Linked DNA regions of Rattus norvegicus: region 2 is linked to region 1. A link is a contact called in public Hi-C data. All regions are on one chromosome and are shown on one strand. The core of a region is the stretch at or near the end of the contact, and the rest is flanking DNA. Distances in the headings are between cores, read along the strand shown. Region 1 overlaps Mta3 (metastasis associated 1 family, member 3). Region 2 has its middle 10 kb from the start of Kcng3.

Region 1 (6,354 bases), core at 1,574-4,073:
TTACCTGCGTGTATGTAAATGTATATATGTGTGTGCCTGTTGCTTTTGGAGGCCAGAGAGGTTATCGGTTATCCTGGAACTAAAGTTACAGACGGTTGTGAGCTGTCATGTGGGTGCTGAGAATCGAATCCAGGTCCTGTGAGAGCAGCCAGCTCCGCAGTCTTCGTTTTCTCCCTTCCTTTCTTCCCCCTCCCCACCCCTCTTTTAAGGTCAGGTCTCACTGTGGATGTGGCACTGACTCTGTGCTCAGGAAACTCTCCGAGTGGTAGATTGTTGAGGAGGCCTGAAGTTTTCCAGTTTTATTTACATCCTGGTTTTTTTTTTCTTTCTCCAACTATGTATATTATTGACTTATATGAAATGGGAACAATGAAATGGGTAAACAAAACCTCCAAATACCAAATCTAAATAAAAATTAGAATCAATGGTTTTTAGTTTTTGTTGTTTTTTTTTTTGTTTTTCCCACACAGGATCTCATTCTGTTATAGTCAAACTGTCCTCAAACTTGTAGCAATCCTCCTGTCTCAGCCTCCTGGATGCTATGAGTACAGGTTATTCCACACTATGCCCAGCACCTGTTCCAACCACATTACTGCAGTTGTAGCCTCCACCATCTCCTGTCCCACCTTTATAGCGCTGGTTCGTGGCCTCAGGTACACGTCCTGTGCTCTGTGGTTGAGTCCCCGCACCCTGCAGCTGTAAAGTGCTAAGGGCGCGTGTAGGTATGGAACAGTCAGCATTGTCTGGTCCACCTAGTGGGAATATAAACTGGCACAGCTACTTTGAAAGACTGTTTGCTGTTGATTCCCACACATCCTGCATCTCTCTCTCTGCCAATTCCTCATACAGGAGAAAAGCATCCTGGGCACTGGAGGATGTGCATGCAAAAGGCTTTAGTAGCAGCCGTCACAGCAGCTCCACTGTGGTGATGTCCGGGTGGAGATGTGATATTTATTGTCCAGTTGGAGAGGTTAGGAGGCAAGAGAGGCCATTTCAGAGGAAATGTATTAATATCACTCCAACAACTTAGACACCTTTAAGCGGATTTAAACAAGGGGAGAAGTGTGCAGCCATGTGAGGGGCTGTAATCGACCCAGAGCCCGGAAGGCAAATGCCAGATTTGGAGTTGGATGCTGTCCGAGCTGCCACACCACATTCCAAGTGAGCCTGTGCCACAGAGACCTGACCTCAAACAGCAGCGTGTCTGATGCGTGTGCGGAACACTCAGCTGTGGTCTTAGCATCCTGGTGGTGCCAGTAATGACAGCGCACACCTATAGTTCCAACACTTGGGAAGCTATGGGCTGGCCTCAACTTCACAGTGAGAGCCTGGTACGGTGTCATTTTTGTATCTGCGGTTATTATTAGCTTTTGTTTGTTTGAAACAGGGTCTCACTGTGTAACCCTGGCTGGCCTGGAACTCACAGAGATCCTCTTGCCTCTGACTCCCAGACTGAAGACCTGAGTCACCACAGTCAGCCATGTTGATCTGTTTGTTTGTTTGTTTGTTTGTTTGTTTGTTTGTTTTTGAAGTTGCAGTGGTTGGTCCTTTTGGGAGGAGTGTGGGAAGGGTTGACCACCTTCTAATTCTTCACGTGGGAGTTGGTTGGACCCTGGCCACATTGACTCTGTGAGAACCGAGTATCTGTATAGTATGGTAGGGCTTTTTATTACCGATCAGATTTTAAGTAAACTGAGGTGAAGAAACACCTTCCCCAGCTCTCACATTTAGCAAAGCAGGCAGCCCATGCATCCTGCACCCGTGGGATTAAGTAAGGCTCCTTGCACACACAAAGGCTCTAGATTATTACAAATGGAAATCGGTGCTGTGGAAGTTGCTTCTTAAAAAGGATGTAGTAAAAAAAAATGTATTATTTTGAGTCTCCACAGGAAGGGGTTTCTGTTATAACATTCTATGTGAGAAACGTTCCTGGGATTCCACGGTTGGTATTTAGAACTTGCTTCACGGTGGTAGTCAAACTCTCAGTTCATTTCCTTTTCCTATTTTTGAGCACGTCTGAATACCAAATGATCTGTCCCGCGGCATTTTAGACTCCATCTTCCTTTCCTTCTCTATGACCACACAGGTTTGGGGTTTTTTCAGTTTGGTTTTTTTCTCCTTGCTTGAATGATAATTACCCACATACGCGTAAGTGCTTGGAACCAGAACTTTTCACAGTCCAGGTTTGTGGTTTGTTTCGGATTTGGCATCTGCCTGTGTGATGAGCTGTCTTGGGGATGGGTCCCCAGACTAAACATGAAAATCGTTTGTTTCATACGTATTATATAGAGCTTGAAAGGAAGTTCATACAATACGTTTTTGTTGTTTTGTTTTCAGATAGGGTCTCGCCATGTAGCCTTGGCTGGCCAGGAACTCACTATGTAGACCAGGCTGGCTTCCAACTCATAGATATCCTCCTGCCTCAGCCTCCCTAGCACTGGGATTAAAGGGATTTGCCACCACACCATCCTTCATGCAGATGAGGTTGTACAGGAAACAAAGTTTAGAACAGAATTATTTATGGTGTCACATCAGTACTCAAAGGTTTGGAATTTTTGAAAATTTTACTTCTCAGGATTACTCAGTCTGTGTTAAACTTTAAACAAGAAAAATACCTTTCAATTGATATTTAATTCCGAAACATCCAACAATTTGTTTTTCCTTTCTTTTAGAGTTAATTATTTACTAATTTACTATCCAAAAGTGTAGTCGTCCTCCCTGGTTTCTGCTTCAGTTCCTGCTTCCAGTTAAAACATAAAGGCAGGGAGGGGCTGGCCCACAGCTTCCTCTGTCAGTCAAGCTTATGCTGGTAAAGCATGAAGGCCTAAGTTCAGTCCCTCAGACTTGTATGTGCTGATGTGGGCTTGTAAGCCCTGTGCTGTGGAGGCAAGTGGGGACACCCTGACTTGCTGTCCTAGATGTAAGCCCTTAGGTTCTAGTGTGAACAACTCTCTCAAAAATAAGGGGACAGCTCCTACCAGTAATGCTGGAGCTGACCTCTGCTTTCTGCATGTGTGCACACATATACATATGGCTTGGCATTTCCCATAACACACACACACACACACACACACACATCACACACACATCACACACACAGGCACACACAAACACACACCAGACACAAAGGCATACACACAGGCGCACATACATACAAGCACACACACATATAGGCACACACAGACACCCTTCTCACACACTAAATGTAAAACAGAGAGTTTTTTAAAAAATTAAAGGAGTACCTGGCTCACTGTTCTCAACTGTGTTTGGCTTCCTCAGTGCCGTGGGAACATTTGCCCGTGCCCTGGATTGCAGCAGCTCTGTGAGGCAGCCCAGCCTGCATATGAGCGCGGCTGCGGCCTCCCGAGACATCACCTTGGTAAGAAGCCTTTTGCCATTTGGGGTAATCTTTGGCTGCTTGCTCAATTATAACCATTCCGTAGAATCGGAGATCTTTGGCTGTTAGCCGTTGACTATGAAGTTGACTCAGGTTAGCAGTTGGTTAACTGGGCTCCTGAGTGACCTCTTGTTTGTGAGCTGGGACAAGTGAACAGTGTTAGGGAATGGGTGGAGAGTAGCAGGACGCTACTTGTTTGGTTTCTTCAGGCTTTGTGCTTTTCCCTGTTCATCTATCTGCTTGGCCTTAGGTCACTGACAGTATTTTATTCTTTTTTATACAGAAGGGGTCACTGTTGCTATCACTATTGAGACTATCGCTGTGATAACCACATTTCAATTTGGGGGTGAATTTTTAATGTTCAAATATTGTGTTTTATTATATTCTTTTTTTTTTTTTTCGGAGCTGGGGACCGAACCCAGGGCCTTGCGCTTCCTAGGTAAGCGCTCTACCACTGAGCTAAATCCCCAGCCCCTATATTCTTTTTTTTAAAAAAAGATTTATTTATTTTATTTATATCAGTACACTGTAGCTGTCTTCAGACACACCAGAAGAGGGCATTGGATTCCATTACAGATGGTTGTGAGCCACCATGTGGTTGCTGGGAATTGAACTTGGGACCTCTGGGAGAGCAGGCAGTGCTCTTATCCACTGAGCCATCTCTCCAGCCCCTTATTATGATATTTTCATACTTGTTATACTTTGCTCATATTCAGGCATTTCACACACACTCCCAAGCACATCCAAATGTTTCTTTAAAAAAGAAAAAAAATTTGAGACAGGGGCTCATGTGATCAAGGCTGGCCTTGAACTCACTGTGTAGGTATGGGGGATGTTGAAACTCTGATCCTCCTGCTTCTGTCTCAGTGCCTGGATTATTTGGTGGTGGTTTTATTGCTGTTTTAATTTCACTTTTTGTTGTGTGTGTGAGTGCATGGTGCACGTAAGTGAATGAATATAGCACGGTGTTGAGTATGAAGAGTTAAATTTCAAAAAGTTAGTCTCAAACAAAGTCCAGACATGCCTGAGAGAATTTGAGATAGGGCTCACCAGCCCGACTATCAGCTCCCAAGGACACTGGCCATCTGGAGCCACCCCCTCCCCTTCCTTCACTCCCTGAGGATGGGTCATCCCCCTGCTGCAGTGAGATGAGTTGCCCTGCCCACATTGCTGAGATGCTAGATTACACGTATGCTTTGTTGATGTAACTCCGTGCCAAAAGTAACTGTGCACCCTTTGTATTAGCCAATAATGTGTATCCACACGAAACCCCTGGTTTTCCCTATATAAGCTCCTGCCTAGAGAGGCTCGGGGCTTGACTCAATCTCCTGTGTGGGATACGTCAGCCCGAGATCTTGTAAATAAAACTGCCTCTTCAGGGTAACCTGAAACTCTTGAGCCTGAGACACTCTCCTGCCTGCAGAGTCATCCAGATGCAAGATCAGCCATCGCACCTGGCTGAAGACTATGAAAGAAGCATTTTAAACAAACCTGTGTATATGTCTGTGTACTTACTAGAAGACCTACTTTTATTATTATGTTCATGACCTGTGGGTGTGGAAGTTAGATGAGCCTAATCCTCCTGCCTCCACCCTTTTGTGCTAGAATCCCAGGTGTGTACCAGTGTATAATAACAGGCTTACTGCTATTATACACCTTCTGAGAAGGCGACTTCTGACTCTCCAGTGTTTCCATCACTGCTTGTTTGTTAAGAGTTCACTTTATCACATTATTTTCAAAATTACAGTGATATAAATAAGTGTATTTGTTTAGAGACAGTCTCGCTATGTGCCTGGCTGGCCTGAACTCAGTCTGTAGACCAGACTGGCCTTGAATCCACAGAGAATACACTTGCCTCTGGCTCTGCCACCCTGGGATTAAAGGCGTACGCCATCACATACACCCAGCTCATTACTACAACCATTAAAAAAAAACAGAAGTAGACCTGGAGGCGCAGGCAGCTGTGGGCTGTACTGCTGAATCATATCCATTCTTGTCTCTACCAAGGCCTTTCTTGTTCCACCAGCTTTCTTTTCTACCCGCCCCCTGCCTCCTCTTCATTAGAACAGTGCTATCTTTCTTGGTTAGCTTTTCTTAAAGATGTAAGGGGTGCACGTGTGTGCATGTGTAAGAGAGAGAGAGACACAGACAGACAGACAGACAGACAGACAGACAGACAGACACAGACAGGGTGGAGAGAAACAGAGATGGGGTAGGTTGGACAGACAGACAGACATAGGTGTTAACCTTGGCTTCCTCTTTAAACTGCTGTGGCTTCAGGTTCATTTGGAATCTTGAGGTCCTAGGAATTCCTTGTGGGCCTGGTTAAGACTGATGCTAACCTCTGGATAGAGAGTTTGGGGATTACTTGCCAGACAGGATATATGAAAAGCTCACAGTGGCCTTTCACTGTCCATTTTCCTTGTGGAGTTTACGGAGGGGACTCCAGCAGGCTTTTAGCATTCCTGGACTGTTTGCTCATCTATCCTATCCCTTTTGTCAGTCTCCAGTAATATATTGGGGGCAGGTAACTGTTCACGCCTGATTCTGACTTCCTCATTTCGAGTTCTGTTATGAATGCAGCTGAACTGCAGATTTCCAGTGCTGCTAATCTAAGATATATGCGATGTATATTGTTAAAAGAGTCAGAAGACCCTGCTCCATAGTGCACCCCTGTTGCCCTGTCTCTTGGGAGGTAGGGACAGGCAGAACAAGAGTTCAAAATGCAAACAAAACAGAATATCCTGGGCTCACGGAAGGTTCATACATGAATAGAATGTGTTTTATATAGTACACAGAGGGGAGACCGTCAACGAGAAATGCTTACATTCAGCTGATCCCCTCCCCCCTCCCCTAGGTGGTAAGTAGTGTAAGTCAAACCCTGCCTTCTCTCACTGTGGGAATATTGTGGAGGGAATATCACACAAAGAAAGATGGCCGTGAAGTAACCAGGTAGT
Region 2 (6,354 bases), core at 2,867-5,366, 110 kb before region 1:
GTTCAGCTAGAGACCCTGCCTCGGTAAATAAAACGGGGTGTGATCAGAGACTGGACATCAACTTCTGGCCTCCATGTAGGACATGCAGACACATGTGCACATTTGAGCATGCCTACAGGGACACAACGCCCACACACATGCACACCACGTTACAAACAAAACAAACCAACTTATCCGAACCTACAGAAGGCCTAAAGTCGAGACTAAGCTTTGGTGTGAAGTCATGGTACGGGTGTCCCTGCAGAGCCCTCCACTGTGATAGATTCTGGTGTGAATTATGGGGGAGGCTGTGTGTGGGGATGGCAGGACAGCTGAACCTCCTCAATCTTGCAGCAAACCTAAAACTAGTCAAACCGTAGACTTTGTAAGATCATCGAGCTCATTTGCCTGCTCCCTGTTGAGCTCCGTCATCTGTCTTCACAGCCAGCTTCTCTCACTGCCTTTGGAAGCAGGGACCCTGAGGCGGGCCCCCACCCACAGCAACTTTTCCCTGCCTTTTGCCTTTCCAAAGTGCAGGGCGGCTGAGTGGAAGCATACACAACAATCACCATTTGCTTAAATACTGTTCTCTGAGTGCTGAACTGGCACAGGGACTAAGGCTGGAATTAGACATCTGGGGAAAACCACTTCAATTTCCACATATTTTGGCAGAGATGTTGGCGCCGCTCCCCGACCCCCACCACGAGCCTGTGGTGGCTGCAGTTCCAAGCACTGCAGAAACACTTCTCACTGGTTTGATGGGCTCCCACCTTGTGTCAACGCGTGCCCACTTCACTCCCTACCCAGCAAATGTTCCAATCAGGAAAGTTGCTGGACTCGGCTCCCGGCAGTTCTGGGTTCCCTCCCCGCAGCGCTGCCCCTGGAGAGGAACTGGTAGCCAGCAGACCAGGGCCACAAGTCAAGAAGAGATAACCACTGTGGACTTTCAGATCGGCGCGTTATGAAGTACAGTTCAATAAAGCCGTCAGATTAATAAATAAAAATTAAAAAGCAGTCTGAGCTGGGTGTCGTGGGATATACCTGCAGTCCCAGTACCGGGAAACTGAGGCAGAAGGATCCCGAGTTCAAAGCCAACCTGAGCTACATGGCAATATCCAGTCTCAAAAATATAAAGCACAGAGATAGCTCAGCCGTTAAGAGTATTTGCTGCTCTCACAGAGTACTTGGATCCCGTTCCACCACCTCAGTCCCCTGTCATCTGGTGCAGATGATCTGGCACCCTCTTAAGACTCCTTATGCATGCAGTTCACATGCGTACATGCGTGCAGCAGAAACGGGAATGAACATAAGACAAAAAGAAACTGAAGAGAAATGGAGGTTCTGTGCCTTGGCTTAAGAGCTCTAGGAAATACGGAAATCAATGGTTTCTGCTTAAATGGCTCACCATTTCAGACACCCGACCCAATCCCTTGCCTGGGTACTCAAGATAAGGGGAGACACCTTCTAGCGGAAGAGCCTTGAGTCAGGAAGTGGGAAAACCTGTCAGACAACGGGGATCCCTCATCCTGCCCTTTCTCGCATTGAGCCGCACTCAGATTCCACGCAGGAGAAAATCAAAGACGTTTTCACAATGAATGAAGTCTCCCGCTGAGTTCTATTCATTCCGCAAAGAGTAGAAGGGCCTTTACCAGCATTAATGAACCAAGATTAGCTGGTTTAGGAGTCAGCTTTCAAAACACCTGCAGTTTTTACCCTTCTCCCAGCAATCTCTTGCCTGCCCACAATCCCAGCCTTCCTTCCCAAGCCCAGGGCTATCAGCTCTGCCTCAGGAACTACTGAGCCTGCGGTTGGCTGCAGCGTTTCCGGTAATGATCTTCCCATCGTAGATGCAGCCAGATTAGCATCAGCCCCTCTTCAACGGCAACTCTATTTCCCCCCAAAGTGCAGGAGTTAAAATGAAATCTTCAGAGTATTTTATTTAAGAGTCTCAGTTCCGTATTATCTGGCTTGGGAACGAGTTGTTCGGTTTTGGTTTGAGGGTGGGGGTTGAGAGAAGATCTCACTGTAGCTCTGGCCTCAAGCTCCATCAGCTTCAACCCCACCCCACCCCCGTGCTGGCTGGCATCACCCCAGTGCTGGGTTTCTGATTTATGTGTTTTTGTTTGTTGAGGTGGGATCCCAGGTAGCTCAAGGTGGGCTTGAGTTCCTTGTTTAATTGAAGATGACCTTGAACTCCTCATCTTGCTGCTGTCACTTCCCGGGTGCTGGCATTGCAGTGTTTGGTGGGAGAGAAAAATCACTCAGTTCTGGTGTGTGATCCCGTTGTCTTTCTCTGGGAAGAAACCACGAGCCTCAGTTTGCTGATGTTCCAACAGGTTAGCAGAAATAACTCAGTGGAAAGGTGCCTGTGCATCCAGAACATCGGCTTTCAACCTGTGGGCCACCACCCGTGGAGGGGTTGCATATCAGACATCCTGCATGTCGGATGTTGACATCATGATTTATAACAGTAGCCAAAGTACAGTTTAAAAGGAGCAGCAATGGGGCTGGGGGTTTAGCTCAGTGGTAGAGCGCTTACCTAGGAAGCGCAAGGCCCTGGGTTCGGTCCCCAGCTCCAGAAAAAAAAAAAAAAATTAAAAGGAGCAGCAAAATAATTTTATGGTTGGGGCTCACCACAATATGAGGAACTATGAAACGGCGGAAGCGTTAGGAAGGTTGAGAACCACTGATCTGGAAGGTTTGCAGATAGTTTCTGTTCTAAGAAGGGGGTCTCAGTGTTGCTCAGGCTACCCTCAAACATCGGGATTTGGTTGATTCTCAGCCCACTCAGGAATGGGTACGTCAGCACCTGGAACTAACCAGGAGCCGACCACTGCTTTAGACAGGGTTGTTGTTACTGTTATATTTGTGTGGAGGGCAGGGTATCTTTATAGAGGCCAGAAGACAATTTGTGGGAGTCATTCTCTTCCAACCTGTGTGGAAATCAGGTAAGTAGGCTTCCAGTGAGCATCTTTACCCCCTAAGCCGTCTCCACACCACCAATTTATTTCATTAATTTATTTATTCATCCATTAATTTTTTTTTCTTTTTTTTCGGAGCTGGGGACCGAACCCAGGGCCTTGCGGTTGCTAGGCAAGCGCTCTACCACTGAGCTAAATCCCCAACCCCCATCCACTAATTTCTTGAGATGGTGTCTTAGTTAGGGTTTTGCTGCTGTGAAGAGACACCATGACCAAGGCAACCCTTATAAGAGCAACATTTAATTGGGGCTGGTTTACAGGTTCAGAGGTCCAGTCCGTTATCATCAAGGCGGGAGCATGGCAGCATCCAGACAGGCGTGGTGCAGGAGGAGCTGAGAGTTCTACATCTTCATCCTAAGGCTGCTAGCAGAAGACTGGCTTCCAGGCAGCCAGGATGAGGGTCTTAAAGCCACACCCACAGTGACACGCCTACTCCGGCAGGGCCACACCCCCTAACAGTACCTCCCTGGGCCAAGCATATGCAAACCACCACAGATGGGTTCTCCTGCAGCTCTAGCTAGCCTAGAGCTCCCTATTTAAACCAGGCTAGCTTTCAACTCACAGAAAACCTTCTGCCTCTGCCTTCTGAGTGCCGGGGTTAAAGATGTGAGCCACTACGCCTGGTTTTTAGTTGTGGTTTTTAGAGACGACCCTGAAAAGCTTCATTTTTGTTACTATAAGCCTGAATCAGGTCTGGGTCAGGGAGCAGAGCCCGTGGCTCACCAAGCCAGGCGATGAGTACCTGCTGTAACTCTCCTGTGGTAGCTCTCTTGCCGTGACCCTCCCAGCTTTGCAGGATTCTTCCATGCAGCCCCCTGGGTGACTTAAGTGTCTGTCTGGAAAAAAAATCACCTTTTCTGGCCGAAGTAGCCGAGCCCTCTGCTTAAAGTTTGCTAGGACTTTGTCTTCCAAGTAGGATTTGTTTTCTTCTCCAGAGGGAAGTAATCACAAACAGGAATCTGTGTAGCCAAGAGGCTTTTGTACCCTTTCACTGGCTTCTCTCGTGATGGATGAAGCTGCAGGAACAGTCAGAGTACATGTCAGTGTAAATCTCAGAAGAGAAGAAAATAGGCTCGCCAAGTCCTCCGAGGACGCCCGGGCATCCCAGCCTCCAGGTTCACAGTGCGTTGAACTTGGACAGTTGTAGAGGGATTAGCAAGCCCTCGGTAGCTGTTCCAGTGGCCCGTGTCGATAGCAATGGACGCTTGTGGAAAGACAAATGGTGTGTAACTTCTGCTGAGTCATGTTTCGTCAAGACTCGCAGTTTACGGCTCGCTGTACTTTCAGCCCGGTAGCCAACTTCAGGAGTGAGATTTATATCCTGTATAGATTAGACATCACCGAGGCATCCAGAGTTACAAGGCCAACGGGAACCCCAATTTTAATAATGCCAAGAAAACTATATTTTCCCAGACTATGAAAATGGGAGGTATACAGTAATAGTGCTCTGTCATTGGACTCAGGCCTCTGGGGGAGGTGGGGGTTAGAGGAATGTTTAGGCTGCCCTCAATTTTATAGACTAGCTAAATCAATGACAGAGAGGCTGTGGTCCCCAGCTGCTCCTCCAGAGAACATCTCAGCTCACCTTTGCCTGGGGGAGGCTCTCATTCTTGGAGTATGATTTAGACTATCTGACCTTCGCTCAGAATTTCAGAAAGAGTTAGGCAGGCATTGAGTGTGGGTCAGTCAGTCTCAGTTGAACAAATGTTCTCTCTCAAAGCCCTCCCCCAACTCATTCTCTCGCCCTCCCTCCCTCTCTCCCTTTCCAGTCCTGTACTGAAGTGGACTGAAGGGTGTCCACTCCCACGTGAAGCTGGCCTTAAATTCATTCTGTAGCCCAGGCTGACCTCAGAGTTTTGATGGCCCTGCCTCAGCCTCCTGAGAAATTGTGATAACAGACATGTACCACCAACCTGTGCTAAAACAAATGTCTTGAGACCTGGACCTCCATCCCAGCCCTTTCTCTCTTTGTTGTTTTGGGTTTTTTGAGAGTGGGTTTCTCTGTGTAACCCTGGCTGTTTTCTAACTCACTTTGTAGACCAGGCTGGCCTCAAACTCACAGAGATCCTCCTGCCTCTACCTCTGCCTCCCAAGTGCTGGGATGAAAGGTGTGAGCCACCACTTGAGCGGAACATCTCTTGATGCTGACCTCAGTCAGACACAAGCCTTTCTTGTGGCTGCACCGTTCAAATAGATTGATGCTCTAAACACCCAGCGAGAGTGACAGAGTACCAGATGCTCCAGGTCTGAGGTCGGCAAACTATTACCCGCCTTTTTCTTTCTTTTGCAATGCTAGAGATAAAACCCAGGGCCTCACCAATCCTAAGTTCAGCTATGTCTCCACTGTCGTTTTATTTATTTGCTAAGTTATTAAGTTGGCTCGGTTTTTTTTTTTTTTCATTATGCATCCATGATTAACCTTGAACTCAAAGCAATACCCCTGCCTCAGCCTGCTAAGTGCTGGAATTACAGGCCTGGTTCCAATGACCGATTTTCCAAAACTTGTAGTAGTAGCAGTAGCAGTAGTAGTAGTAGTAGTAGTAGTAGTAGCAGTAGTAGTAGCAGTAGTAGTAGTAGCAGTAGTAGTAGCAGTAGTAGTAGTAGCAGTAGTAGTAGCAGTAGTAGTAGTAGCAGTAGTAGTAGTAGTAGTAGTAGCAGTAGCAGTAGCAGTAGTAGCAGTAGTAGTAGTAGCAGTAGTAGTAGCAGTAGTAGTAGTAGTAGTAGTAGTAGCAGCAGCAGCAGCAGCAGCAGCAGCAGCAGCAGCAGTAGTAGTAGTAGTAGTAGTAGTAGTGGTGGTGGTAGTAGTAGTGTGTAAAGGGAGGCGAGAGAGATGTATGTGACTTACATGTGGAGATTTTTTTTGAGTCAGTTTTTTCTTACCTTTGTGTGGGTTCTAGGGCTCAAACCCGGGTTACCAGACCTGCAGAGAAAGTGCCTTTCACACACTGAGCCACCTTTCTGGCTCCTGCTTCTCTAAATAATGTTTTTTCTAAATACAGTTTATTTAAACATCTCTACACCCATCACTCATTTCTGTTAGTATTTATAAGGATGCTACCTCACAGGTAGGCTTGACTAGGTGAGATAGTGACTACACAGCCTTCAACTCCTCAGCATTTACTCTCTGCCCTTTGTGGAGATAAAACAGTCATCATTCCATCTCTAGAAGAAAATTAGGGCACGGATACACGCATGCACATACGCACACACACTGCAGGTTAGAGGAAAGAAATGAACCTTCCCTGGAGAGCCACTAGGAGGCATACATGAGAAGAGCAAAGGTCACACCAAGAAATTGGAGCCTCAGAGCCTCTGGCCAATCAGAGAAAGACTCCTAGCAAGTTACATCCACATGAGGTTTGTCAAGGACTCTGGGAAGGGCGGGGCAGGGCTC

The links. A called contact is a pair of places that touch in the nucleus more often than the background predicts.
Region 2: a contact with region 1 is called in a Hi-C map of kidney, with 2.9 times the contacts expected there. The contact joins two enhancer-like sites. A contact is called at or near these places in 3 of 12 Hi-C or Micro-C datasets (kidney, liver and mammary epithelial cells).

The regions. Positions count from the first base shown.
Region 1 is chr6:16,674,805-16,681,158 of GRCr8, reverse strand. It overlaps Mta3 (metastasis associated 1 family, member 3), which reads left to right. Exons shown (of 17, transcript NM_001106705.2): 8 at 3,280-3,379. Among named protein-coding and RNA genes, the nearest start is that of Mta3, 62 kb to the left of the region's middle. Within about 2 kb of position 2,823, at least 1 of the 93 cell types and tissues checked has an H3K27ac peak or open chromatin away from gene starts, as enhancers often do. A contact at or near this core is called in kidney, where this site is marked.
Region 2 is chr6:16,790,388-16,796,741 of GRCr8, reverse strand. No RefSeq gene overlaps it. Among named protein-coding and RNA genes, the nearest start is that of Kcng3, 10 kb to the left of the region's middle. Within about 2 kb of position 4,116, at least 2 of the 93 cell types and tissues checked have an H3K27ac peak or open chromatin away from gene starts, as enhancers often do. A contact at or near this core is called in kidney, where this site is marked.